Linked DNA regions of Mus musculus: regions 1 and 2 are each linked to region 3. The links are chromatin contacts, called in public HiChIP or PLAC-seq and promoter capture Hi-C maps. All regions are on one chromosome and are shown on one strand. Each heading gives the region's core, a stretch centred on a gene start, on an enhancer-like site or on the middle of the called end of the contact. The rest is flanking DNA. Distances are from core to core; before and after follow the strand shown.

What was found. Promoter capture Hi-C pulls out the DNA fragments that hold promoters and counts their contacts. HiChIP or PLAC-seq counts read pairs in DNA pulled down with a chosen protein or histone mark.
Region 1: a promoter capture Hi-C map of embryonic stem cells shows a contact between it and region 3, with 5 times the contacts expected there. The contact joins the promoter of Tmem196 here to the enhancer-like site in region 3. A contact is called at or near these places in 22 of 39 promoter capture datasets (the 3T3-L1 cell line, 3T3-L1-derived adipocytes, the C10 cell line and 13 more), 5 of 484 Hi-C or Micro-C datasets (the 3T3-L1 cell line, bone marrow-derived macrophages, embryonic stem cells and 1 more), 6 of 115 datasets of contacts at active chromatin or transcription factors (astrocytes, embryonic basal ganglia, embryonic forebrain and 2 more) and 2 of 9 other capture datasets (adipose tissue and liver).
Region 2: a contact with region 3 is called in an H3K27ac HiChIP or PLAC-seq map of oligodendrocyte precursor cells, with 13 times the contacts expected there. The contact joins two enhancer-like sites. A contact is called at or near these places in 2 of 15 datasets of contacts at CTCF or cohesin (large pre-B cells and pro-B cells), 2 of 484 Hi-C or Micro-C datasets (bone marrow-derived macrophages and nephron progenitors) and 2 of 115 datasets of contacts at active chromatin or transcription factors (embryonic stem cells and oligodendrocyte precursor cells).

The regions. Positions count from the first base shown.
Region 1 is chr12:119,944,482-119,948,933 of GRCm38.p6, reverse strand. It overlaps Tmem196 (transmembrane protein 196), which reads right to left and starts at 2,807. Exons shown (of 5, transcript NM_001294154.2): 1 at 2,314-2,807. The coding sequence starts at 2,460.
Region 2 is chr12:120,013,643-120,017,956 of GRCm38.p6, reverse strand. Tmem196 (transmembrane protein 196) reads right to left here. Exons shown (of 5, transcript NM_001294154.2): 3 at 2,955-3,209; 4 at 1,751-1,824. Among named protein-coding and RNA genes, the nearest start is that of Tmem196, 70 kb to the right of the region's middle. Within about 2 kb of position 2,561, at least 33 of the 459 cell types and tissues checked have an H3K27ac peak or open chromatin away from gene starts, as enhancers often do. A contact at or near this core is called in oligodendrocyte precursor cells, where this site is marked.
Region 3 is chr12:118,928,163-118,932,884 of GRCm38.p6, reverse strand. It overlaps Abcb5 (ATP-binding cassette, sub-family B (MDR/TAP), member 5), which reads left to right. Exons shown (of 28, transcript NM_029961.2): 10 at 277-390; 11 at 924-1,034; 12 at 4,072-4,197. Among named protein-coding and RNA genes, the nearest start is that of Abcb5, 36 kb to the left of the region's middle. Within about 2 kb of position 1,809, at least 33 of the 459 cell types and tissues checked have an H3K27ac peak or open chromatin away from gene starts, as enhancers often do. A contact at or near this core is called in embryonic stem cells, oligodendrocyte precursor cells, second pharyngeal arch cranial neural crest and 1 more, where this site is marked.

The DNA.
Region 1 (4,452 bases), core at 1,558-4,057, 1.0 Mb before region 3:
TCTGAGGTCATACTCTTACCTCCATCAATTCTAAATTCTAGTATTCTTTGGGGTGGGTAATACCTCTCTGAAGACAGTATTTTGACTCATATTTTGTAGTTTCTGTAGTCACTAGTAAAATGCAATTCACATGTTGAACTCTCTATAAATATTAGTTATATGGATTTACCAGAGAAGAAATGAAAAGATCATCCAAAAATATATCACAAAAGAATTTGAAACCATTTCAATAATATGCTTAGCCACTTTACATTTTGAAAATCATGATTATTCCAACTGGGGATTTATTTCTTTACAAATGTATTTTTTTCTTATGACATGGAATTTAAAAAGTGAGTAATTATTTGAACATTTCAGTGTCAAAATAATTCATTCAGTTGAGTGAATGAATTTTTATTTTTCTTTTTACAAAACCATATTACAGTATTCAAAACTATTCTTCCAAGAATCTTGGTGAATTGTGCTTACTATAAAAAGCTAATTAAAGTAGAAAACATTATTTATAGTAATGACTAGATCAATATGGCTGATCTTTCTTTGAGATGATCCAAAAGTTTTTGCATTTGTGCATTAGCTCATTTATATAATATCCCGTTTGGAAGGAAAATATTCATTATGTTTAATAACATAGTTATTTAAAATATCTTAAGATAAAATGGTTTTAATATATTATTTAGAGGCAGTTTACTTTAATTCACTCAATTTCTTGTGTTTAATGAATGGGAGACATGAGGCATTTTTTTTGAGCCATCAGAACATATTTCACCTCTTTTTAAAAATATGCTTGCATTGTATTTTATTTTGATAGTTGGGCATTAGAAATTTTATTAATAATAATAACCACAATTCTCAAAATACTTATAACCACGTAATAGATGTGGAATTTAAGATGGACCCCTTATTCTTTCAAACTCAAAGTTATACTTACATTGGCAACATTTCCATATTAAAGAACAAGATAGTTAATGTGGGTTGATATAAACTTATAGAATTCAAAAAAAAGATTCTAGGGGTAATTTAATGCTAGAATTGTTCTTTTCCTTTTTGTCTTTTAAGTTGTTTAATCTATAAACATGTATCATACCTGAAAAAAAGTATAAAAGCCAATTATTCAAGGTACAATTTCACAGTACTCAGAGGGCTGGAACACCTTTTATGAATGACTTTGGAATGGATTTTCTTAAATTCATAAATGATCTTTCTCTTAGTAATTTAGTGATGAAATCGTGATTGTTAAATGGAGTATGGATTGTCAACAGCAGAATAGCTCCTTAATAAATTATGCAGGAAATACAATCAAGTTAGAGACTCAGGTTGGCATGGCAGCTATGAGGAGCTAGGAGAGAGAGGGGAAAAGGAAGGAGGATCAACACACACACACACACACACACACACACACACACACACACTACACACACACACACACACACACACACACACACACACACACACACACACGAGAGAGAGAGAGAGAGAGAGAGAGAGAGAGAGAGAGCGCCTTTTCATTATCAGGTAGTTATTTTATTGATTTTGGTGGCTTCCTTGCAATTCTTCCTACATGAGCAAACAAAATGTTTGTTAGGTCTGCCCCTGACCTGAAACAAAACAAAACAAAACAACCCCCCCCCCAAAAAAAACCCAATATTGTTTTCTGAGTAGATAAGCACACTTTAAAGTGAGTTACTCTACCATTAGGATGGCATTACATTTCTTACTGCTGTTTGTTTAACTGGTGGCCTTGAACTTACAACAGAATATTCAGAAGTGAGTATGAGAAAGGTAGCAAGGCAAATTGAAAGCAGTGCTTTCTGAGACAATGCTCATCTTTCCTCAGACCTTTCAGAGGCTCAGCTCACTTTCCATTTTGGTCATATCACTGTTGCATCGGTGCACCTTGAGCATACTGCCCACATATAAACAGATAACTACCCCTTGCTTGCTCTTTGTACAATAAAATGATGTAACATTTTCAGTAAAAGACATAAACAAGTGAGTTTGCCCTTGTCAGGTGTAACCCTGTAAAGACTAACACTGGTCAGTCTTGCAGAATCCTCAAACTGACCCTCCTCCCCTCAAGTTTAAATAAAGCCATTCATTTTAGTTTTAAATCCAGTGAAGAGGAAAAAAGCTTCCCTAATACACAAAAAGACAATATAAACCAGCAGAGCTTGTCAATTGGAACCTACAGGCAGAGGAGTATTATAATATTGTTTTCCCAGGAGACAGTGACTAAGGCACGCACACACTGACCATCCCCGAAAAGAGGTAAAGAGAGAGTGAAATGGCTCAACGTACACACACCCCGCTCCATACCGGGGACGAGTCTCCGAGCTGCGGCGTGTGCTCTCGGAGAGCCAGGCTGAAGCTGACCGCCCCCACGGCCACGCTGGACACCCCCAGCCCTATCTCCAGCACAGAGAGCACCAAAAGGCTCCCAATGATCTGGCCGCTGGTGCACATTCTCCTTGGGTCATCATTCCTTCCAGCTCAGAGATGAAAGCTGATCATCTACCTTCTTTCTTCCAAAGTCCTCCTCAGCCCCTTCCGCCCCCTACCACAGTCCAGCTCCTCAAACTTTTCTTTCTTCACCAGCAAAACATTATCCACAAGGTCTGGATTTTCAGAACCAGAGAACCATTTCCGTGGGCCTGGCCAGAGAAGACAGCTAATCCAGCCCGTGGCGGGTTCACACAGGGACTGTTGAGCGATGGGTGGGAGTCCAGAAGCTTTTATTGAGGAGCCAGGCTCTGGAGAACGGACTCTGGATCGGAAGCCTTGCCAGTGTCGGAGGCGCAGTCCAGAGTTCTGCCGTGTCTCTGCTCTGCGCCCCCAGGAGCCTTCCGCACCTCTCTGGCTCCCTTCTTCCTGGCGGAGGAACCAAGCTTGATTTCCTAGTAATAAAGGGGAGCTGCTTACAACTCCTCTCCGCCTGTCCTCTCGCCTTCCCTCCTTTGTTTTCCTGTCTGCGCAAAGTGCTTCTGTGAGTCTCTAGGTCTCTAGGCAGAGCGGGTGGATGGTATTCAGCACCACGTTCCTAGCACTTGCTGTGTCGCCAGAAAAAGCGACCTTGTCTGATGGCCTCTTTCCGTCTGGATTTTTTTCCCCCGTTGTTGTCCTCTTCCTCCCCCCTCTCTTGAATCTGATTCTCTCTCATTGCTATGACCTCATTGGGGTTTAGGAGGCTAACGGAGGAGGGAGAATCCTGATGTATTTGTGGGTCTAGGACCAATACTCTTGGCTGACCTCTGATTCGCCCCGCCCCTGCACCCAACCTAAGTATCCTAAACTCGTTACTCCTCTACTCAATTCCTCTTGGGTTTCTGCCTCAGACAGGAGGGGTGGCTATGCCTGGTCCTTATATCAATATAGGCTCATTCTATGCAAAACTTTCCTCTACATGTACTTTTCTCTGGTTCAGGAGCAAAGGAAAACCAAGTGCACGGAAATAGAAAGAAGCCAGACCCCTGATTATACAAAGATTTGAGCGGACCCTCATTGGAGGACTCATTTATATCAGTGAGCCCAGACTGGAGCCTGCTCTTTAAGAGAGAGGGTCCATTCTGCTATCACTACTTTGTACCTTCTTATCCTAGAGGGAAGAAGCTGTCTGCTGGAGGCATATTTTCCTTGATAGCTACATACCTGAGAGGCATAGTCAGAAGCAGCTTACAGAGACCCTGTGTTGTTATCTCATTTCAGTTGAGATACATACACTTAAGTACTACACCAGAACAAGCATTACTTATAAACAGAGAAAAAGTCTGACCTAGTACAAAACTGATTTTGACCATCTTCAATTCTGAATCATTATGGCAGGGACTCAAGCGTGGGCTGTGTGATTTTGTTGCTCTTTCTGGTGAATTTTGGGAGCCTAGATATAGTGGAATTGCTTATATTTTACTGATCCCCCCCCCCCCCCCAGGAAACATCTCAAGGTGTTCTACTGAAAATTTTCTGGATGAGTTCTGAGTTATGGATTCATCAACCATCTTTCTCAAGAACTTATTCTTCAGTTAGAGATGCGTTGAAGGGAAATATAGACAAAGGGGACCACAATATGAGGGCATCTTTGCCTCTGCCCACATGCAGACAAATACACAGTAAGCTCCTTTGGGATTACATGACGCATTTTTTATTTTCAAGAACCAATGTGAGGAAACAGAAGCCCTAATTCTGCCCCAGGAGTGTCAGTTTTACCTTTATATATTTGATTCAGAACATGCTTCATAGCTTAACTTCTACACTCTCATTTCTTTTTTTATGATATGCTTATTTTACAAGTTTTAGAACTTGAGAAAAAGAAAATCAAAGAAGGATTGCGAGTTATTAAATGTTAAGGAATTTTCAGCTATTGTGATATTCAGAGCACAACTTATATAAGTGATGTTGACTGATAATTAGTGATGTTCCTTTCCACTTCTCAAAACATTTCCCTCCAGATAACCAGTTTCC
Region 2 (4,314 bases), core at 1,312-3,811, 1.1 Mb before region 3:
TGTTGAAACTCTCAGTGTAAACCATCATGGCTAGCCAGGAAAATTGTTTATAACGACATGGTCACTTTTACAGTAAAAAAGTAACAATGAAAACTTGGGGCATGTTTTTAAAGGACTCAGAGAAATGTGCTTGGGAGGACATGAATATACAGATACAAAAAAATGAAGTAACATAAAAAGTTTCATTTGCAACTATAGAAAATACTAGAATCTTAGATGACTTGAATTCATATAGTTTGTTTGTTTGTTCATTTGGTTGATTTTTGAGAGAAGGCTTTATGCAGCCCAGGCTTGTTAGACACATACTAAGTACCTGGAGCTGGCCTTGAATTTCTGACCCTCTTGTTTCTACCTTCTGAGTTTTAGAAACCCAGGCATGTGCCACTGTGCCTGGTCTACAAGATGCTTGAGATACTAGGCAATAACTCTACAATCTAGGTCACTTTCCCAGGTCCTGAGTTTATGATTAGGGGCCAATTCACATTTACCATAGTACATGTATTATAGATAGTATATTAGCAAATTTGTCTATTATGCAAGATTTACAATTCTGTATTTTAAGAAGCTGACTTTCAAAAGGGTGGCAAAAATATTTCAAGTGAAGCTGTTTTCTTAGTCTTCTGCTTGCTACCCATTTCTATCTTGTTTCTGTCAGGGAGACTTCTAAGGATGAGCACAGTGAAAACGGGACTAAAAATGTGGAATAATTGGGCTGGTATTAAGCTTATAATGATAAAAGGTGATTGACAGAAAAATTAGCCAAACTCAATTCCCAAAATTAATATAAAATTTAATGAAGCACATTTTATTTTATCCTGCTAGAAGAGAAAGAAAACTTCTTAGTAAGTACATAGAAATAAGAATCTCAGTTGCCTTTTCCATTCCCTAAAAAGACTTCAAATAAAAGCCTAAAGCTCACACAACTAAGGTATCAATATTTTCTGTAAGATTTTAAGAAAAATGTTTTCTAAAATCTTATAAATTTAAACAATACTCTTAACAAAATTCATTCAATCACAGACACAGTAAAATTACCATTAGAAAATAATAGCGAAAGTTAGTTTTAAATGGATGAGTCTCATCATTTCATTTGCAAATTGGCATTTACAATTTAATAAGACCATACTCCTAATCTGGGCAAGAACATACTTGGACATTTATAAATAAATATACTTCTTTTAAATGGACTGCAAATGTAACTTTCTGCATTTCCAGTTATTCTCTTTGGCCAAACTAAGAGTCTTGAATATTTATTGTTAACAACTGGAAATATGTGAAATGAATTGGAATATCAGATAATTTTACCAAAAGAAAAATTACACACAGACATTTTACTATATTAATGTTAAACTTTGGCTATTGGTTCATGCAATTTTGGCATGATAGAATTACAGTTTGTCTTTATCCAGACTCATCTATTATTAAAACAAAAGTCTCATCTGTGAATGATGGTACTGAGTCAGAATTGTGATGCAGCAGAGAATAAAGGGAATAGTGAATCATCCAAGCAGTACAGTACTTGGATGCTTAGAGGCAGGCTGAATATTTGAAATACTCAACCAACATTGAAGCTGTAAGATTTTGCCATGTAGGTTTATGTCTGTTCCTCAGAGTAACCCTTCTAAAAGTGATACTTTGAGGAGCACACAGCATCAGTCCAGACTGATCTGTGGATGCCATGGCTTTCTAATAGAGGCAGTGCTTCCTGTAGCAACATTACAACATGGTAACTCCCTAGAAGTCAGCGTACCTTGTAGGTAACTCTGGTGTCGGGGGCACCACCGGGCAGCTGGGCAAGTCGGTTATTTCAATAGCCCTCAATCTCTAATGTAAATATAACAATTATACAATAAATATTGAAGAAACATATGCAAAGAAAAGCTAAATAACACCAGCATAAAAACAGAATATAAAGGAGCTGCTATCATATGCAATAATCTTCTATTTTAATAACCCACTTAAAACTAATAAGTCCTTTTATTTTGAATGACATGTACAAATCTGACCACAATTGCTTCCTTGGGACAATCAATGAGAATCTCTTCTCTGTATGTATAGATATACAAAATAAAGACAGATGAACAACAAAATAAATATTTAACTTGAAAATAACATGATGATATGCATAACTCTTGCTACTATTTCTTTTATGCTATGACTGTATGATTTTATTTTCAAGAAATAAATCAAAATGTAATTTTCCCATTATCTTAGTGAGTTTTACAGATGTTTATCTTTTCCTGAATAGATCAAGTAATAGGAACTGAATTTAAAAATGTGTATCAAACTAAATGTGTTAATAGGAACACATTCAGATCTTTCTATAATGTTTGCTCCTTAATGCAACTAATGTAAGTTTCTGTTTGAATAGGTTTCATGAAACAATTATGCAATCAGCATTTTGTAAAATACAGGCAAAGCTATACAAATATGCATGAAGTTTAGACGAGAATTCAATGAAGCTTTATATGGATTGTAATATCTTCACTGATAGACAAGGCTTTTTGTTGCCTCACTAAAGAGCCTCTTTTATGCTTGAGGACCTAATTTACATAATCAAATGCATCTACTTATAAGCACAAAGGATGTACTGGAAAAGAGAATTCATGTGATTTCTAAAGCTGGCATTATTGAGTGGAGGCTGTATTTAGTTTATGTTTTTCCTCACTATAATACATAAAAATCCATATTTATAAGGTGCTTAATATTTTATAAAATGCCATTTTAGGAGCTATGGTTTCAAATAGACAGAGGCTACAAAATTCTGCTGAAAATGGCTGTACTTATGAATTGCAGAGAAAACTAATTAAAAACCCCTGCTCTTAATATAATAGGGTCAGAATTACAAAATGTGATTCCACAAATTGCCATGTAAGCTTGCAAATTGATCCACCTAGATTGTAGTGTTCATTGCATGGTAGCAGTGTGAGGCAAAATGAAAAAGAAAAACTCACTTTCTCAGCCATTTCATGAGAGTGATGCAGGGAATGTTCCCTTTCTGAGAACATCCTCCTTTGCTCATAGCTGGCTAGACGACAAGTGAGCCAAGAGGAGACAGTGCAGCCCCCAATGCCGATACATGCCAAAGACATGGAAGCGAGATGCAGTGGGTACAGGGAGGAGGTCTTTTTTGTGACTGCCCGAAGAAACTGAAAATTCAGGATGCCTCCAATGAGTCCACAGATACAGCACGCTGAAAAGAGGATCATCTAAGAAAAAGAAGAAAAGGGAAGTTAAAGTTGATAAGGCTGTGATGTCCAGAACATAGAGCCTGATGTTGCTGCAGGCTAAGAATGGTGAACCTTCAATGAAAAGAATACTCTTTCTTTGTTTATAAGGAGGTAGAACAGGTGTGCCTGTCAGTAACGACTTCATTCAGTCTGACATAATGTTGATAAAGTACATCATAGAACTTCCAAAATGGAACCAATAGTATATCTTATGATACTCTGAAGGAAACCAAATTTAGCTTTTGGCTAGTTTCAGATGAAAATAATAACCATGTCCTATATGCATGCTTATTGTGTGAAGAACAGATATCAGCTGCATGATTCCTAATACAATATAACTGTATTATGCACGTATGAGATATTTGTACAATATGTTGTATAATACAATAGTAATAGTATTAGTGCATTTGGAAGAATGAATAGTGATCAGGTCAGATTCTTTGACTTAAATTCAGCTTTATTTTGTTATCTTTTCTAAGCATCCAAGTATCTATAATTTTCAACCTCGGTGAACTTTGGGAATTTATCTCAATCTTCTTTTTTTCTTCATTACTTTCTTGTATATATCTTCTAATAGGTATCTTAGGGACTTTCTATAACCTGGCCCAGCACCATTCAATTATTTTTGTTGTTCTCTGGCACCACCGTGAACTGTTACAGTGTTGTTTGATTGAGTGTGGTTTTTACTGTTGATCTTACATTTGGCTTAACACGAGTATCTATTTATAAAGATAAGATGTTAACTCAACCTAAAGAGGATCCTTGGCGGCATGTGCTTTCTGTGTAGTAAATATCCTTTGAATACTTAATAAATTTAGTTGACTATTTATAGAGCTTCATAATAACTTTATGTGCTTTAAGCAACTGGTTTAAATTACCTTATAGGATTTAATAGATCTTCTATAAGGCTGTACTAACTTATTACCCAGTCATATTTTTATTTTATGGAACACGGTAGCCAATTACACTCCTCTCCCTGGTCCTTGGGACAAAACATTAGGCCTCTTACATGCTAGGCATGGACTACTTTGTACCTGTACAACTGTACTATCCCCACCCAAGCCTTTCTTGCCCATTGATACAC
Region 3 (4,722 bases), core at 560-3,059:
TATAAATAGGGCTGCTATGAACATAGTGGAGCATGTGTTCTTATTACCAGTTGGAACATCTTCTGGATATATGCCCAGGAGAGGTATTGCTGGATCTTCCGGTAGTACTATGTCCAATTTTCTAAGAAACCGCCAGACTGACTTCCAGAGTGGTTGTCTTCCATATTCTTATGTAAGTCCTCTCATAGTCCATGAGCACAGGCCAAACACACCTCCCAATCCCATTGTCTTTCTTACTTCACTACAAGGTGACTATTGTTTACTTTGTCCCTGTAGGTTTTCTTCAGTGTGATCCATAGTAGTTACTGCATTGGATCTGTAGCCCCTCACCTGGAAACCTTCACAGTAGCCAGAGGAGCTGCCTTTAATATTTTCCAGGTTATTGATAAGGTAGGAGCTCTCACTGCATTGAAAGATATCTGTCCTTACTCTAAGAAGGAACCTGAAAGATAGGAACATTCAACTCCGGAAAACCACAGGGTGGGTAAAACCTACACATTGGTTATTTGGTTATAGAGTGAAAGATTGTGGTTAACTTTTGTGGGGGAATGATTTTTTATTGAAAACTTCATGTCTGTCTAGTGGTAGTGGCATACACCTTTAATCCCAGCACTCAAGAGGCAGAAGCAAGTGGATTTCTGTGAGTTTGAGGCTAGCCTGGTCTTCAGAACAAGTTCCAGCCAGGGCTACACAGAAAAACCATGTCTCAAAGAAAACAAAAAGCAATAAAACAAAATAAACAAAGAAAGAAAAAAAAGAAAGGAAGAAAGAGAAAGAAACAAAGACAAAATTTCATGTCTAGTTTCATGTACTTCTAAAACAGGAAGGAGATTTTAAAAGAACTTTAGGGTCCATCTCTAAACTATTCTGGGATAGAAGCTTAACCCTTTAAAGATGTATAACAATCTCTTTGTTTTTCCAAGAAACCCAATATAGATAACTTTTCAACAGCTGGATTTGTACCTGAATGTATAGAAGGAAACATAGAATTTAAAAATGTTTCTTTCAGCTATCCATCAAGACCTTCTGCCAAGGTATGTTAAATTCAGTTTCATTCTTCCATTTTCTGACATTGTCTTCAGGCCAGAATCTTCTGTTGTGGGAACTTTTTTTAAAGATTCTTTTATTTATGTATGTGTGATATGTGACTATATGCTCGTTAACCTGTGGGAGTGTGCATATACATGTGTGCATGTACCTGTGGAGGCCAGAGATCAACATTTGGTGTCCTCTGTGATCAGCCTCCACCTTACATATTAAGGAAGTGTCTCTCACATGAACTGGAAGCTCTACAGTTTGGTTAGTTTGCTAGCCAGTTTGCTAAGGGATCTCCTGTTGCTGTTTCCCACACTGGGATTACAGATAGCTGCCTCCACCCCTTCCAGAATCCCTATGAATGCTCTGGAGTTAAACTGCAATCCTCAGACTTGCATGCCAAGTACTTGCCCAGTCCCTTCTTTCGGATGATTTTGACCCAGATTTTGTCTACTTCCTTAAAGAAGCAAGTAGGCCAATATCTGACAAGCAGTGAGCAAATATATCTGGATATTGCGGGGCTTGTGGTTTAATAATAAAGCTGTGGAGACATCTGTATAGCATAAGGCTGTTAGCCTGTTTGCTGGGCAGTCTCACAGCTAGCCCATAATTTAAACTGACATCTCCAGTCATTTGACTCTTTCTCAGCTCTACCTCAGGGCCTTGCTACCTTTCTTTCTCTCTCCCTGTCCTCCAACCAGTCCTCCAACCAGTCCTCCTGCCAATCCTCCTGCCAGCCCTTCTGCCCCAGATCCAACCGCAAGCTCTTTATTATGCTAAAATCCCCCTCCTTTTCGTCCAGTTGGCCTGGGAGGGGGCGGTGGGGGCGGGGAATAGTATGTGTGACCTTCCCTTTCACAGCTTGCTTTTTCTCTTGGGTTGGGTGAGAAAGCAACAAATATTTACAGATCCTGCTAGCCTGGCGCTGCCAACCCAGCAATTAACAATTGAGAATACAAGAGCATACCTTATAACACGTGTTATCTGCAACCGTGATTTATATTTTCCTTCCTCTCTCCTGTATTGGACCGATAGTCATTTTTAACTGCCAATGTTTCCTCCATGCTCCTTTTCTAAGCACACTAAAATGTCTTGGATTAATGCTGCCACCTACTGGTGATGCCGGGATATTATCCAGCTGTATTTAATTTATTTGAATATGGGAGTTTCCAACCTTCAGATGAGTTCCTGTTAAGCCTTCCCTCTCCTACCTTTAGGACTTCTACTGCATGTGCAATTGTATCTTAGATACCCTTCCTCTCACTTTCCACACTCTCATTCACACACACAGGCACACGTACATACCTGTGCCCGTGCACAGACACACATTTATCAAAACACAGTCTGTCCCATTCGAATCACTCGGCCTTTAATTGTTAATGCCCAGCCCATGCTCTCTTGGAGTGCACTCAACATACTAATCTTTTAAAAACAAATAATTCTTGGGAAAATATGTCTGCTGTTCCTATTAAATTGTCCTTATATTTGTATTTATATTTAATTAATGCATTTGCTTCCTCTGCTACCCACCCTCAAAAGGAGAATTGTTAAGGATTACAAAAGGCAGCTACTAACAAAATACGTAATTAGGATATAAGAAGTGGGGACAAAATTTTATGTGAAACAAATGAGATTGCTAATGCTATCAACTTCTAATGTGCCGTATAGAATTTGCATTAAAAATAATGCACCCACTTCTTTCTCTGTTTTTCTCTGACTGGCGTTTTTTACTGAAATTCTCTCCTCAGAGTCTTTTGCTTTATGACTTGTTTGTCACCATCGTTGTCTGGGTTTTTGCCTTTTCTCCTAACACAGCATTTTAGACTGCATTTTGGATATACATTTAAGCTGGGTTCTGGGACCCTGAGCACCAGTTATGCCAATAATGCCCCGGGCCACGCTCTCTGGGTTCTAAACAATTCTTATTTGTTTCTTTATTTTGAAGCTGGGTTTTCACTAGTACCCCAAGCAAACTCCTGGCTAGCATACCTGGGTAAACAATTGCCTTTAACTAATTTGTGTATCTGTTTGGGAGAGAAGGGGACATGCCACTTTGCACAGGTGAAAGTCAAGAACAGCTTAGCTTTCAAGACTTGGCTTTCCACTCCCAACTCACTATTTGGAATGTACCTTGTAAAAATATTAGACCTATTCTAAAGGGGAACTTTCCTAAGTAACTCAATTATTTGTCAAGATTCCACTTGCTACAAATTAAAAAATAAAACATTAATTTGGTTGTTTTAAGATTCGTGTAAGGTATTTCAGTTAAAAATGTGAAGTTTGCAGGCTTGGTAGATGATTTGCTTGGTAGTGAGCAAGTAAGGTACCCACTACTCAAACATGAGGCCGAGGGTCCAGATCTCCAGCACTCACTTAAAACCTGGTAGTTATGGCAGCCCACTCATAATCCCAGAATATGGGAGGCAGAGATAGAATCCCCCCAAAATGCTAACCAACCCAGACTCACTGAAAACTAGGCTCAGAGAGAAACCTTGCCTCAATATATAAGGTGGAAAGCAATTGAGGAAAACTCCTGTTGTGAACATGGAGCCTCTATGTGTATGTACACATACATACATGTATACCTGCACACATGCAAACACACATCATGTGCACATACAGTGTGCACATGGAACAAGGAAGGGAGAAGGAAGAGAGAGGAAAGAGGGAAAGAGAAAGCAATGAAGGATGAATGTGATCAAGATATACATACCATACTTATGGTAATGTCATAAAGAAACCCATTATAATTTTGTACAATTAAAATATGCTATTAAAAATATGGGAAGAGTTTTCTGTGCCTAGATAACTCCTAAATTAGATCTCTTCTATGTATAAAGAAATGTTTAAATACTGTACTCCCAAACTGTGTATTACTATAGGTATAAATGGGGTATTATACAAATAAATATAAGATCTAAATTGTTTTCATGTGCCACCTAAGAATTTTTCTGTTTATAATTACAGATTAATTTTCTGACTGTATTATATAACTGTCTGTCATTCCTAACTGTGTCATTCCTGTGCATCTAACAGGTTCTGAAAGGTCTCAATCTGAAGATTAAGGCTGGAGAGACAGTAGCCTTGGTTGGTCCCAGTGGCAGTGGCAAGAGTACGACAGTGCAGCTTCTGCAGAGGCTGTATGACCCAGAGGACGGCTGTGTAAGTGCAGACTGTGGGGGAAAACCATGCAGAAGGGGCTGGGAAGATGGCTCAGTGTTTCAGAGCTTGCTGTGACATCGAGAAGTGCTGTATCCCCAGCACCTACATAAAACTTGTGAGTTGCACATCTGCAATCCCAGTGCCAGAGAACTGGATCTCTGAGGCTGGCTGGTCAGCAAGGGTGGATGAATGGGTGCACTCCAGGTTCCCTAAGAGATCCTATCTCAAAAATTAAGGAGGAAATTGATCCAGGAAGCGACCCAACCACTGGTCCCTATGCACATGTGTGTGCACATCCCAAACACTGTTCCCTATGCACGCATATGAACATCCCAAACACTGGTCCCTATGCACACATATGAACATCCCAAACACTGGTCCCTATACACACACATGTGCACATACCCAAACACTGGTCCCTATGCACATATGTGCACATACCCAAACACTGATTCCTATGCACACATGTGAACATCCCAAGTACAGGTCCCTATGCACACACATGTGCATATACCCAAACACTGG